2 separate regions of the Mus musculus genome follow, and region 1 is linked to region 2. A link is a contact called in public Hi-C data. All regions are on one chromosome and are shown on one strand. The core of a region is the stretch at or near the end of the contact, and the rest is flanking DNA. Distances in the headings are between cores, read along the strand shown.

Evidence for each region. A called contact is a pair of places that touch in the nucleus more often than the background predicts.
Region 1: a Hi-C map of centrocytes shows a contact between it and region 2, with 1.7 times the contacts expected there. The contact joins the promoter of Ccdc146 here to the promoter of Fgl2 in region 2. A contact is called at or near these places in 12 of 39 promoter capture datasets (the 3T3-L1 cell line, 3T3-L1-derived adipocytes, the HPC-7 cell line and 7 more), 3 of 15 datasets of contacts at CTCF or cohesin (CD8 T cells, large pre-B cells and pro-B cells), 75 of 484 Hi-C or Micro-C datasets (the 63-12 cell line, B cells, B-cell progenitors and 50 more), 15 of 115 datasets of contacts at active chromatin or transcription factors (CD8 T cells, the HPC-7 cell line, bone marrow-derived dendritic cells and 8 more) and 6 of 9 other capture datasets (adipose tissue, bone marrow-derived macrophages, embryonic stem cells and 3 more).

What each region holds. Positions count from the first base shown.
Region 1 is chr5:21,422,690-21,429,300 of GRCm38.p6, forward strand. It overlaps Ccdc146 (coiled-coil domain containing 146), which reads right to left and starts at 1,988. Exons shown (of 19, transcript NM_029195.1): 1 at 1,876-1,988. It overlaps Fam185a (family with sequence similarity 185, member A), which reads left to right and starts at 2,214. Exons shown (of 8, transcript NM_177869.4): 1 at 2,214-2,887. The coding sequence starts at 2,479.
Region 2 is chr5:21,367,558-21,374,953 of GRCm38.p6, forward strand. Fgl2 (fibrinogen-like protein 2) reads left to right here and starts at 5,116. Exons shown (of 2, transcript NM_008013.4): 1 at 5,116-5,751. The coding sequence starts at 5,160. All of the region lies in intron 2 of Ccdc146 (coiled-coil domain containing 146), which reads right to left.

The sequences.
Region 1 (6,611 bases), core at 738-3,237, 52 kb after region 2:
GGCCTAAATATATGTGTTCTTTCTTCTTTCTCAGCTATAAACCAACAGTTTTCTAGAAATCTTACCCAAAACCCTACTTCTAGTAAAGGACATGTTTTAATTCCCTTTTACAATTCTTGTGACACACAGTTTTATTTTAGGACTGTAACCCAATCCAAGACATCTCTAGAGTAATCCTATAATCTCACTTATTGAAAAAGAAGAAGAAGAGAAAGGTTTTAAAGAAGTTTCTTAGAGAAATCCTTTGAGGCATAACATGAGAGTCAGCAAAAGAGTGACTCTGGAGCACTTCTGCTAAGTCACTTAGGGCAAGCTCAAGGGAGCTTACACCTGTGCTCTTGGGTGTGTCTCTTTCTCTCCCTGTGTGATCAGTCACCTCTAGCAACCCCTGTGCTCTTAAACCCTTGTTTAAAATCTATTTTAAATCAACCCTCTTTCACATTAGCTTCTCCCAACATTTTTTTTCCAGCAAAGTCAAGGACAGGTTTCACCTTGGTGGAGGTCCTCAAGGATAGGGGCCTTCTTCTCAGATGGCTGACAGCAGGGCAGGGCTGTCACTGCCACCACCACTACCATAGTCTTCACTAAGAGAACAACATGGACGCTGGGGAGGACTTTAGCCTAGTCTATCTATCCATCTGTCACTTCAGGTTCAAAGAATTGGGGTCCCATATTTGGCTGAGAGTTTTGATCTTTAAAGGTATCATTTTATTTACTTATTGTGTATTTTATTTGTCACAACGTTCTCCGTATATAGTCCAGGTGGGCCTCAGATTTGAGATCTTTCTGCTTCAGCTTCCCAAACTCTGAAAACTTACAAGTGAACACCATCACACTGGACTTGCAATTAGTTAAATCTGTATGTAAGGAATTTAGGGAATTATTTGTAGAATGGGGAGAAGAATAGGCAAATATGGCTGAAATAATGTCCACACCCCCCATTTCCCATTATCTTTACTGCCTACTGAATAATAAAAAAAAGAGTTAACTTATAGAGTTATTTAGCACAGTCTGTCTTATATCAAAACTGAAGAAACATTTCTTGTGCCATAGATAATACAACAGGACCAGGAAAAAATTCTGACATCCCCTAACAAGTCTTATGATCCAGAGAGAGAGAGAGAGAGAGAGAGAGAGAGAGAGAGAGAGAGAGAGATTTTATTTTACCATTAAGGCCAAGGACCAGTTGCAGGGAAAGAGATCAAGACTGTCCTCTAACCAAGTTCAAATGTCTCCAAATCTCTTAGCAACGTAGACATATGCCATTCCTAAAATACTTTGTTTTGTATACTGTGCACTGCTTTGTTGTCCATTGTTTCATTTGATAAATGTGGTAAAAACGAAAAAAAAAACTTCTACACAAGACAAGGAAGATAGTGTCATCATTTTATAAGCAAATAGTAAAACCCAAAGGCATCCAATGACTGGCCTAAGATTACTACTTACAGTTAAGAAAGAGCCAGAATTCTAACACTTTTTCTTTTCCTTTTTTTTCTTTTTTCTTTTTCGAGACAGGGTTTCTCTGTATAGCCCAGGCTGTCCTGGAACTCACTCTGTAGACCAGGCTGGCCTCGAACTCAGAAATCCACCTGCCTCTGTCTCCTGAGTGCTGGGACTAAAGGCGTGCGCCACCATACCTGGCTTCTAACACTTTTTCTATCTAGTATTTTTTACCTAAGTGGGAGTTCCCTTAAAGGACAGAGAAGGGAGAAAGCAACAGAACGTGTCTGTCCTCTCATGCTAAGGTCTCTTGTGAGGGGGATTCTCTATTCCCAGGGAATCCACATTAGTTTGGTGACCTTTGGTTCTAACTACCTAAAGAAAGTATTCCTAACTTTGAATCTGATTCCCATCTATAAACATGCTGTTTCTTACCCTTTCTTTTGGTCCTGATCCTTGTTTAAACTCTTATTTTTCTCCGTGTGTTTTGGTCCCTGGGGTCTCACTTCAAAACTTCACCCTCTCCTAAGAGTCGCGTCCTTGGTATCCAAAGTAACCACAGCTGAGTTTATCCCGTCCCTTCTACTCTTCCTATTGGTCAGTTACATTAACTTTTTTTCTTTCTCTGCTCTCTTGGCCAATGGGCTTGAAGCAACGGGAAAGCAACGAGGGGGGAGCGGGGGCTCCTCTACCAATCGGCTGTCAGTCTGTGTATTCAGCGCACTGTCTCCTGGGATATGTAGTTTCACAGTTACCAGAACACCTTGATGTTTGGCTCCTTTAAAACTACATATCCCGATGGCCTCCGCCAAAGGGGCGGAAATAGGTGACTTGTCCAGGTCAGGGTTTCAACTAGGCTCTTTGAAGTTTTAACTTTCCTACCGGGATTTAAGGCGTTAAGTACTGTGCTGGGGGCCTGGCTCGTTCTTCCTTGGCGGAGCCGTGCATGCTGTCCCCTTCGTGACTGACCCGAGGCAGCTCGTGGTTCTTGTGGTCCCGGGACCAGCGAGCCAAGGCTGAAGCGTTCCAAGGGAGAGCATGTTCGGCCGCCTCCCTCCTTGCGCGTCCCGAGTGCGGGCGGGCGCCTTGGTCGGAGCTCTCGGGGCTCGGACTTGCGGCTCCAGTGGGGCGCAGCGGCAGGGATCAGCGCCCGATGACTCTGGGGCCGGCCTGGCGCGTGGGGCTCTGAGGGAGTGGACGCTGCAGGTGAGCCCGTTTGGGCGACTGAGGGCGCGGCTCCCTTGCCACCTGGCCGTGAGGCCCCTGGATCCCCTTGCGCACCCGGATGGCGACCGCGTGCAGGTGGCGGTGTGCGGCGTGGAGCACGTGGCGCGCGGCCTGGACAGCCTGCAGGTCAAGTATGATGCTGATCGGCAGGAGATGGCCATTCTGTCGGACGACATCGACCCCCAGGCGTCGGTGGAGGTGAACGCGCCCGTCAAATTTGGCAAGTGAAGTGAAAAAGGGTTTGGGTCACAAAACTAATAGTGTTTAAGCGTTGGGTTTCCAATTAAGGAGGAAAATTAAAGCCGAGTGGAAGCTTGTATTGGAATAATCTGAGTCTAATTACATTGTGGAGCCATTAGCATCACAGTCATTAGCATCGTTCAGGGTTGAGGTTTCTTGATAACTATCCAGTGGTTTGGTAGCCCACATCTCGGGGCTCTGGTCCCTCGTCAGCTCTATGTATAGATGCTTCCAGCTAATCTAGAAAAACAAAAACAAAAACAAACGAACAAAAAACCTTGCTTTCCAACAGGTACCCAGGTTGGTAGATGTCTATTCATTTAGGCATAAGTAAATTCTCTGCGAATACAAACTTTGAAGCAAGACACATAGTTAAGACTGTCTGGGGAAATTCATAATAGTACCTGCAAAACGTATTTCTTAGGCATCTGAGTCCCGTTATTTTATTTCCCAGATGCAAACCGCTGAGCACACATACTTTTCTAGAAAGGGTTCTGGGGCTCTCATTCTTCCTGGAACTGAAGGATGGTGTTGCTGATGATAGCAATAGCACCGTTTACCTCTTCTAAAATTATTTTATATTAACCCTCACAGTTGCTCGGTAGGGTGGATGCTTTTGTCACCGTTTCAGATGAGGACATTGAAGTAAAGGAAGTATAAGATACATACTGTGACTGAACAAACAAAGGCCCCGTGCGTGGTGACATTATGAAATTTGCTTCCTTAGGTGTCTTTCCACCTTAAATACAAGTAGGCAGGGCTAGGATGTGAGCTGTTAGGCTTCGTTGCTTCTCAACTTCTAACTAGCCTAAATGAATAAGAGACAGTGCCTCCAAATTTTAATACTCTGAAGTGCCGGTGGGGCTTTACCACAGTGCAGAATAAAATGGGAGTCAAAGGAGAGAGAGGCAAAACTTAAAACAGCCTCTCTGAGATGGGTATTACCTCTCCCAGCGATCCCAAATTACCTCACTGCTTCTTTTTAAAGCCAGGGGCTTATTTTCAGGGTACTGCCTCGATTCCATAGGCCCCTCAAATCTACATCGCTGATTTTATTGATAGTTGTTCCTCCAGCTTGTGATAGAGTGTCCCAGTGGATGTCCCATTACTACTCCTGTGTTAACCTTAATTCCCCGCCCTCCTTCCCAGCAACAGAGTGTGTTTAGCATCCCTTCGCTTACCTGTATAGTTGTCAGCTCTGCCTTGTTTCCTGCCATATGACAAGGCTCAGGTGGGCAGGCAGTTCTGCTTGTGTCAGTGCATGGCTTTCATGCACTCTCAGTTCCTCTCAGTGCATGTTGCTGATTTAACCCAGTGCCAAGCAGTGGAGGGCACTTATACTGTAATGATTAAAGTTGTGGCAGTGGGTCCCAACAACGCGCTTTGGGGAACATAATTGTGCTGGTTAGTTTGTAGTGAGCGCGACACACCTAGAATCACCTGGGAGAGGAGCCTCAATTGAGAAAATGCCTTTGTCAGATTGGCCTGTAGGCAAGTCTGCATTAATCAAGAAGCATTTCTTGACTAATGGTTGATATGGGAGGGCCCAACCACACGGGTTGACCCTGGGTTATATTAAAAAAAAAAAAGCAAGCTGAGAGACTCCTGGAGAGCAAGGCGGTATTTCTCTGTGATCTCCTCTTCAGTTTCTGCCCTGAGTTTGTCCTGACTTCACTGCGTGATGGACCGTAAGTTAGGAGATAAACCCTTTCCTTCACCAAATGACTTTGGTCAGTGTTTGATCAACCAAGGTCACATGACAGTAGTTTTTGTTTCTGTACTCCAGCTTAAGGGAAATTTAATATTAATGCAATTGCATAGTCGTAGTCACTCTTTAATATTTTGTTATTGCTGGTTTTTTTTTTTTTTTTTTTTTTTTTTGGAGACAGAATCCCTTTACAGAGCTCTAGCTATCCTGGAACTCAGTGTAGACTAAGCTGACTTTATACTCAGAGATCCATCTGCCTCTGCCTCCTAAATGTTGAGATAAAAGGCGTGCACTGTAGTGCCCAGCAATTATTTTGTTTTTATAAGGAGATATCTAAAGTGACACTTTAAATTACAGCTGAGAAGGCCACCTGGTCAATCCCTATTTTCCAAATTTTCTTTAAATACACTCTTATTTATCCACAATATTGTGGCTTTAATTCTCCTTATCACTCGGGGTTTTTTTGTTTTGTTTTTTCTTCTTTTTTTTTATTAGATATTTTCTTCATTTAAATTTCAAATGCTATCCCCAAAGCCCCCTATAACCTCCCCCCCTGCCCTGCTCCTCAACCCACCCACTCCCGCTTCCTGGCCCTGGCATTCCCCTGTACTGGGGCATATGATCTTTGCAAGACCAAGGGCCTCTCCACCCATTGATGGCCAACTAGGCCATCCTCTGCTACATATGCAACTAGAGACACAGCTCTGGGGGGTACTGGTTAGTTCATATTGTTGTTCCTCCTATAGGGTTGCAGACCCCATTTAGCTCCTTGGGTACTTTCTCTAGCTCCTTCATTAGGGGCCCTGTGCTCCATCCCATAGATGACTGTGAGCATCCACTTCTGTATTTGCCAGGCACTGGCATAGCCTCACAAAAAAGAGCTATATCAGGCTCCTGTCAGCAAAATCTTGCTGGCATATGCAATAGTGTCTGGGTTTGGTGGTTGTATATGGGATGGATCCCCAGGGTGGGGCGGTCTCTGGATGGTCCTTCTTTCTGTCTCAGCTCCAAACTTTGTCTCTGTAACTCCTCCCATGGGTATTTTGTTCCCCATTCTAAGAAGGAGCGAAGTATCTTTGATCTTCCTTCTTCTTGAGTTTCATGTGTTTTGCAAATTGTATCTTGGATATTCTAACTTTCTGGGCTAATATCCGCTTATCAGTGAGTGCATGTCATGTGTGTTCTTTTGTGATTGGGTTACCTCACTCAGGATGATGTCCTCCAGATCCATCCATTTGCCTAAGAATTTCATGAATTCATTGTTTTTAATAGCTGAGTAGTACTCTGTTGTGTAAATGTACCACATTTTCTATATCCATTCCTCTGTTGAGGGACACTTGGGTTCTTTCCAGCTTTTTGGTGATTATAAGGCTGCTATGAACATAGTGGAGCATGTCCTCATTACCAGTTGGAACATCTTCTGGATATATGCCCAGGAGAGGTATTGCGGGATCCTCCGGTAGTACTATGTCCAATTTTCTGAGGAACTGACAGACTGATTTCCAGAGTGGTTGTACAAGCTTGTAATCCAACCAGCAAAGGAGGAGTGTTCCTTTCTCCACATCCACGCCAGCATCTGCTGTCACCTGAATTTTTGATCTTAGCCATTCTGACTGGTGTGAGGTGGAACCTCAGGGTTGTTTTGATTTGCATTTCCCTGATGATTAAGGATGTTGAACATTTTTTCAGGTGCTTCTCAGCCATTCGGTATTCCTCAGGTGAAAATTCTTTGTTTAGCTCTGTACCCCATTTTTAATAGGGTTATTTGATATTCTGGAGTCCATTTTCTTGAGTTCTTTATATATATATAGTGGATATTGTCCCCTATCTGATATCACTCAGTTTTTAAAAGTGGTTCTGGTTGTTAAAAGTTACATCAAGTACCTTCTGATGTGGTTATGTGGAAGTATTTTCATGTTGGGGTTATGAAAGGCTAGAGTAGAATTTGAAAGCCTAGGTCATGGCCACATACACTGATCTACACTATTGTTATATT
Region 2 (7,396 bases), core at 3,866-6,365:
TGCAGAATCTTTCATTCATGCAGTTAATAAACCCTGTATTCATTAAACGTTAGACCTATGAAAGTTACAATGCTATTTGTATGGGGAAGTGGCTCTCTTTTAAGAACCTTTCACTGTAAAGAAAGGCTCAGTCCCCCTTTCGCTTTCCTTCTGCTTAGCAAAGGAAGGGCTGGGGGCAGGGAGGTAGCTAGGGAGGAGGATTAAGAGGAAAGGGTTCAAAGCTGGTGAAGGAGCAAACAAAAGGCTCTGCTCTGCTCAGCACCATGGAATCTCTAAAGACCTGGCACCAACCTTGTGGTCTAATTTATATCAAATGATTCTAAAGTTTTTGATTTCATAAAAAGCAGGGGGAAAAACCAAGCCTTTAATCCCAGTACTCAAGAGGCCAAGGCAGGTAGATCTCTGTGAGTTCAAGGCTGGTCTGCTCTATATAGAAAGACCCTGTCACACACAAAACCAAACAACCAATCAACAATGACAAAAATAACAGGGTGAGCAAAGGGTGTTGGTACTGTGCTCTTGCAGAGGCCCTGTGCTCATTTCCCAGGACCCACAACAGGTGACTCACAAGCACCTCTAACTCCAGCTCCAGATAGTGTCTTCTGGGTTCCAAAGGTACCTGCATTCACAGATGCACACAGAGAGAGAGAGAGAGAGAGAGAGAGAGACAGAGAGAGAGAGAGAGAGAGAGAGAGAGACAGAGAGAGAGACAGAGGGAGAGACAGAGAGAGAGACAGAGAGAGAGAGAGAGGTGTACAAAATTGAAAACAAAACAATTATTTAAATAGTGGTGCTAAAGCTGACATGGTGGATGGAGCCAGGGACATACAGGGAGGGTGTGCTCAGTGAACCTCACTTAAAGGCTAAATCACTTTTACCCAAACCTGACTCGGGCTTGAAAATCATTGCTCCCAACTTTAAGCCACTGCCCACCCCACCAGGAACTCAGCAATGCATCCATTTTTGTTTGTTTCATCTTCTTTCTTTTTAAAGTCCTTTATCTCCAAGATTAGTGCTGAGCCCTGTGGAGGAAATGAGCGTCTGAAAACACACACAGGCATCATCTTTTCTATTGACACCAGAGACTGGGCAGACACTTAGGCTCACCTGTAAAGGAGATCTCTAAGGTGACCTTCCCCCCCATGCCAGGTGACAATGCCAAGCATAGCCACCAAGATGCTGTTAAGGGCCTGAGAGTCAGCAGACATTCTGCCTTAAGATTCACTGACTAAAATCACAATGCTCTGTTTCTCACATCTAGGTATCTTCTGAGATGATCTTAGTAACAAGGTATTTACTTTAAATTTACATGTGACTGATAAAACTTGTGTCTATATTTTTGTCTGCAGTGGCCATCACTGCAATTGATTCATTGATCCAGGACCAGGATCCACACCCGTATCATTCATGTAAACACAATCAGAACAGTTCTGTGACAAATATAGGGGCAGGAGAGGTGACAAGCCACGGAGACAGACAGGCTGAGGGGAGAAACGAGTTGGGAAGTTTCACAGCTTATGATAAGGATCATCAGTGAGTAGGTGACAGGACGCAGCCCCAGTGACAGAAAACATCAAAGCAGAAACACAGTAAGTCAGGGCTTCACCTCAGAATGTTACATTTGTAAAACTTTCTAAAAATATTTCCAGTGAAGGCCTTAGGAGAAGCACCACCTAGGTGTTTCAGCACTGGTTGTTAAACATACAATATTTATTCCAGTTTCCTTAGTTATCAGCAGCAGTGGACGTGACCTTTTACGTTTATTAAAACTTTACATGCTAATATATATTTCAGAGGTTTTGGAGTCTTCTAATCCTGAATATCTAGGAGTAGAAAGCCAGGCCCCCAGAAGTCCTGTATGTTGCATAATTTATTCACTAGCACAGAATTAGTTTGATATTTTCATTTTTCCATAACTAGGCAATGAACTAAAATACTGAAATAATGTTTTAAGCAAAATTCTACAATCGAAGTTACATAGATTATATAACACATTACATATTATGTATGACATACAAATATATGCATTTGTTATATATTATATATACATCTGTATTAATATATTATTCAAAATGCCAAATGTAAACAAAATAAAGCTCTAAGGAATGCAAGTGGTAAAATTGGTAAAATGAATTTAATTATTCCAGCTTAAAATGTAAAGAACTTTCTAAGAATTTAAAGCCAAGTATTTTATAAAAATGCATAGTCCTCAGTTATTTATGGTTTCATCTTTGAAAGTTTGTCTACTCACCCAAAGTTATTTGTGTGGCTGGAGAGATGGCTCAGTAGTTAAGAGCACTGGCTAGTCTTCTAGAGGACCTGGGTTCAATTCCCAGCACCCACATGGAGACTCACTATCTATAACTCCAGTTCCAGGGTATCTGATGCTCTCTTCTGGCCTTCAAGGAGCACACATGGTACACAGATATATGTGTAGTCAAAACACTCATATACATAAAAATAAATACAATTTATTTGGAATCTGAGTTAGTGTTCCATAGCTATAATAAATTACTGAGATAATTTGTCCTTTGGGGGCTTCTGTCCCTTTACTGATGGAGCATAGCATGGTGACAACTATCTACTTCATGGCTGGGAGTGAAAGGAGAAATAAGAGCTTGGGGGTCCTGTGATGCCCTATAGCAGCAAACTTCCAACCACTCAAAGACAGACCTTTCTTTGCCCAGGACTACCTCAGAGATTACAGGGCATCCCAGTAGTGCCACCCTGATGATCAAGCAGGTGGCACATGAGCATTTCAGACCCACACCATAAGAACTCTGAGATCTGCGGGACCATTTAGGGGCATACTCAGAGTACAGTTTTTGAGTCATCCAACACAATAGTCCTAGCTTGACTCGTAGGGTGTGTCTACCACAACTACAGGAAATGAAGATAGTTGGCCATGCTATGCTCCATCAGTGAAGGAACAGAAGCGCCAAAGGACAAATTGATTATCTCAGTGATGATCTGTTGTATTTTGAGACAGAATCTTGCTGTGTATGTAGCTCAGGCTGTCCTTGAAACTTTGATCTTTCTGCCTCAGCCTCCTAAGAGAGGAGATTACAGTGGATGTCACCACACCAGCAGGGGACAATGATTTTTTTTTAAGTTGAAAATCCTGAAGATCATATGACAGTGCCAAGGAAATGGATAAACAAAGTGGCTTTTCACTTTCACTCTGAGAATTAGGTGGTGTACTGCAAACTCAAGAGTCAACCACAAACCCCAAGAGCCAATCTCCCATTCAAAGAGATGAACAATGAGCCCATGTCAGGAGTCAGAAAGCTGTGCTTCTGTCCTGTTTACAACGGGTTTAGGATTTCGTTGGAAAGTCCTAAGTACAGGCTGGGAGATGTCATGAAGAAAACAGGAGACCTTCAGTATCTAAAACAGCAAAGGCATTTGTTGTTGGTGGTGGTGGTGTTGGTGTTGGTGGTGCTGTTGTTGGTGGAGGTTTACTAATGTGGCCCACGTCCTCGGGAGAATGCTGTGTATTCATATAGAATACACGGTCACTAGAATATGATGAGTCCATGGATGGATGAGCAAGGTGTTGGCGAGCATGTTGTAGATATGTGGCAGCATGGTGGTGACGATACAGTAAGTGGAATAAGTTCTTGACTGGTAAACAGAGATTAGCACCCGAGCTTGCTAACAAGGTGCCAGAATCTAATCCTATACAGGTCCACTTTTCGAGACAACTTAAATCTGTCATTCTTCCTCTCTTTGAAATTACCCATCTATTCACTTCTCCCTTACATCAAGGCAGTGCCTTGGCCTGAGAGAGGATAAGGAGGGCAGGGTGAAATGGGGTCTAACATCGGTTTGGATATCATGGGATGGAATGAGAAGGGAAAGTAGGAGCCCGAGAGTGCGGTAAGACAAGGCATAAGGCGTGTCTGACAAATTCTTCATACACACATTTCCCCTTTGCACATTCAGTCTGTATAGGTTATTTCTATAGGAGAAAAAAAATATTCAAATTCCTTGTGCACTGGTAACAGGCATGAAGGCTCAGCAAAGCCAATACGTGTTATGTCCAGTTGGAGACAGTGCCAGGGCCAACATTCCAGACTTCTCAGATAGAAAGTGCGCCTGCCTGCCCTGCTCTGAGAATTTGAAGAGAGTAGTTCAGTTAGAATTAAGAGGCAGTAGAGAAAAGTCTTGGGAAATCTGGTTAGAGATATAAATATGAGAACTGGACATGGTGGTACACACCTGTGATCTCTGTGTTTAGGAGGGAGAGGCAGAGAGATCAGGAGTTCAAGGCCAGCCTGAGCTACTTGAGACCCAGTCTAAATAAATAAGAGATAGATTACAGAGTGCCTTTAACTAGTACAGAGAAAGAATTTGGGTTTATCTGTGTCAGTTACGCTGAAATAATTTTTAAGTAATAAAATCCCTTTTAATAAGAAACCTTATGAGGTCAGTATGCACAATGAACTTAAGAGAGACCCCCAGCTCCTGAGCTGAGTGATGGGGAAGGACAGCCACTGCCTGTGATGTGTGAGTGACGTGCTTCCAAGTGTTTTAACCACTGACGATTACATAGCCTGCACAGTCAGGAGAAAACAGCCGTATTCTCTGCCAGTTCTCTTCCCTTTTACAAACAGATGAGAGACACACACAGAGAATCCATTTAAAGAGCGGACCTTTGTTCTGATTAGGGGCAATTTTAAGTACTTAAGAGTTCACACAAAGTCTAGCCTTCAAAAAGAAAACAGGTTCCCAAACTAGGGAGGAAACAGAATCATTTCCATTTTGGTGACATTTAGTGGGAAGAAGCTCACAGACATTTAGACGTTCCAACTCTTTCCCCACTAGTGGACCAAGTATATAATATGGTATCTTTTGGGCACTGGTATTACAACTGTTTTTTAAACAAAAGACTTTCCTTGTGCTTTACTAAAAACCCAGACGGTGAATCTTGAATACAATGCGTGGCACCCACGGCAGGCATTCTATTGTGCATAGTTTTGACTGACAGGAGATGACAGCATTTGGCTGGCTGCGCTTGCTGAGGACCCTCTCCTCCTGTGTGGCGTCTGAGACTGTGATGCAAATGCGCCCGCCCTTTTCTGGGAACTCAGAACGCCTGAGTCAGGCGGCGGTGGCTATTAAAGCGCCTGGTCAGGCTGGGCTGCCGCACTGCAAGGATGAGGCTTCCTGGTTGGTTGTGGCTGAGTTCTGCCGTCCTCGCTGCCTGCCGAGCGGTGGAGGAGCACAACCTGACTGAGGGGCTGGAGGATGCCAGCGCCCAGGCTGCCTGCCCCGCGAGGCTGGAGGGCAGCGGGAGGTGCGAGGGGAGCCAGTGCCCCTTCCAGCTCACCCTGCCCACGCTGACCATCCAGCTCCCGCGGCAGCTTGGCAGCATGGAGGAGGTGCTCAAAGAAGTGCGGACCCTCAAGGAAGCAGTGGACAGTCTGAAGAAATCCTGCCAGGACTGTAAGTTGCAGGCTGACGACCATCGAGATCCCGGCGGGAATGGAGGGAATGGAGCAGAGACAGCCGAGGACAGTAGAGTCCAGGAACTGGAGAGTCAGGTGAACAAGCTGTCCTCAGAGCTGAAGAATGCAAAGGACCAGATCCAGGGGCTGCAGGGGCGCCTGGAGACGCTCCATCTGGTAAATATGAACAACATTGAGAACTACGTGGACAACAAAGTGGCAAATCTAACCGTTGTGGTCAACAGTTTGGATGGCAAGTGTTCCAAGTGTCCCAGCCAAGAACACATGCAGTCACAGCCGGGTAGGTGTAATGAGGGTCATACAGTTTGTTCATGAAAGCTGTATAGCCAGATAGTGGCCATAAACATTAACCCGAGGGAGCATAAGTTAGTCAGACTTTCACCTGTTAAGTTATGGCAGGAGAAACAAGTGTTTTCTCAAATGAGACAACAGAAATGGTAAATGATCCACGTACAAAAATCCTATTAGTTGTACTCGTTAGAGACCGTCACTTGCAAGTCTCTAGACCTTCCCTGCTAGGTCGACCAACAGACGAGCAGAAACAGATTCCTCCCGGAATCTGAACACATATTTGAACACAGGACAGGTATGGCAAGGTTCCTGGCTCTGCTTGCTTAGGTCCCTGGGAATCAGATCTTGGGTGGCTGATGGGCTTTATAAGGCTTTCACAAACAATCTGCTGTGCTAGGTTCTCAAATATCTAGTGAGAATGGGAGATTTTTATACATGGAAGCATCTCTCCTCTCTCTCTCCTCTCTCCTCTCTCTTCTCTCTCTCTCTCTCTCTCTCTCTCTCTCTCTCTCTCTCTCTCTCTCTCTCTCCTCCCTCCCTCCCTCTCTCTCTCTTTGTGTGTGTGTGTGGTGGGGATGAGGACACGTGTAGAACTTCGGGGGTTGAGACTTAGTGCATATGCATCCTCACCATTCCAGTTAGTGAATGTTAACACTATTTAAGGTCACAGACCTAACAGCCTTCTGTGTCCGGATTCCTGGATTCCTAGGACCTTTGTGGATGGGTTGCCACACCCTCTGTGTTCATCCTGACTGTGAGGTCGATGGGACATAGTAGGGATAACTTTCATTTGGAATCTCTAGAGATGGTAGGTCATCATGTCATAGAATGTTATCACTAATGACCAAGATAGACACTCATGTTTAAGAGACATCACAAGGTGTATATTAAATATGACATGGCATATAACTTGTAATGACACAAAAATATTCTGTTACCTACTTTTCTCCTAAAAGCTTGGGACTCTCCAGAGTTCTAAATACATGCAAACAGATTATTGTGTTTTACAGGAATCTTATATTGAACTTTCTTTACCTGACTCAAATTTTATTAAAATTAACTGGGAACAAATAGTTGGTCTCTAATCTCTACAAAAACCACCAAATGATTACACTGAGCATAATTATAATCACCCTGCTGCTACGTCTAGAAACCAAACTGTGAAATATTGGCTGACTGTATACCTTCCTAAATAATAAATTCAGGATAACATTGCCATATTATTGGAGAACCCCCCCCTCCCTTTTAAAACTGGAATCATTTTATGTCAATCTCAGGTGAAATACGAATGGGTTTCAGAACAGTGCTGTGCACTGAAGGCTGACATTTAGAACATATATAACGATTTCTGTAAAGTCTGCTGTAACAATTGCTGATTGTATCCTAGGAGACTTGGACTCCTCTCAACGTTAAGGCAGAGGAATATAATGGTTATGAGAGTAAAACTCTCTGTCAGGTACATCTGGCTTTCTGTCCCAGCTCTGTCACTTAACACTTAGTTGCGGTGGGAAAACTCCCTGATCTTCCGGGAGACTAAGTAACTGTATAAGCAAGCTGGCCGTGATATCCACGTCGTAAGGCTGCTGTGTGGGTTCAGTGAAAACTGTTACAGTGATTGGCAGAGTTTCTGGAGG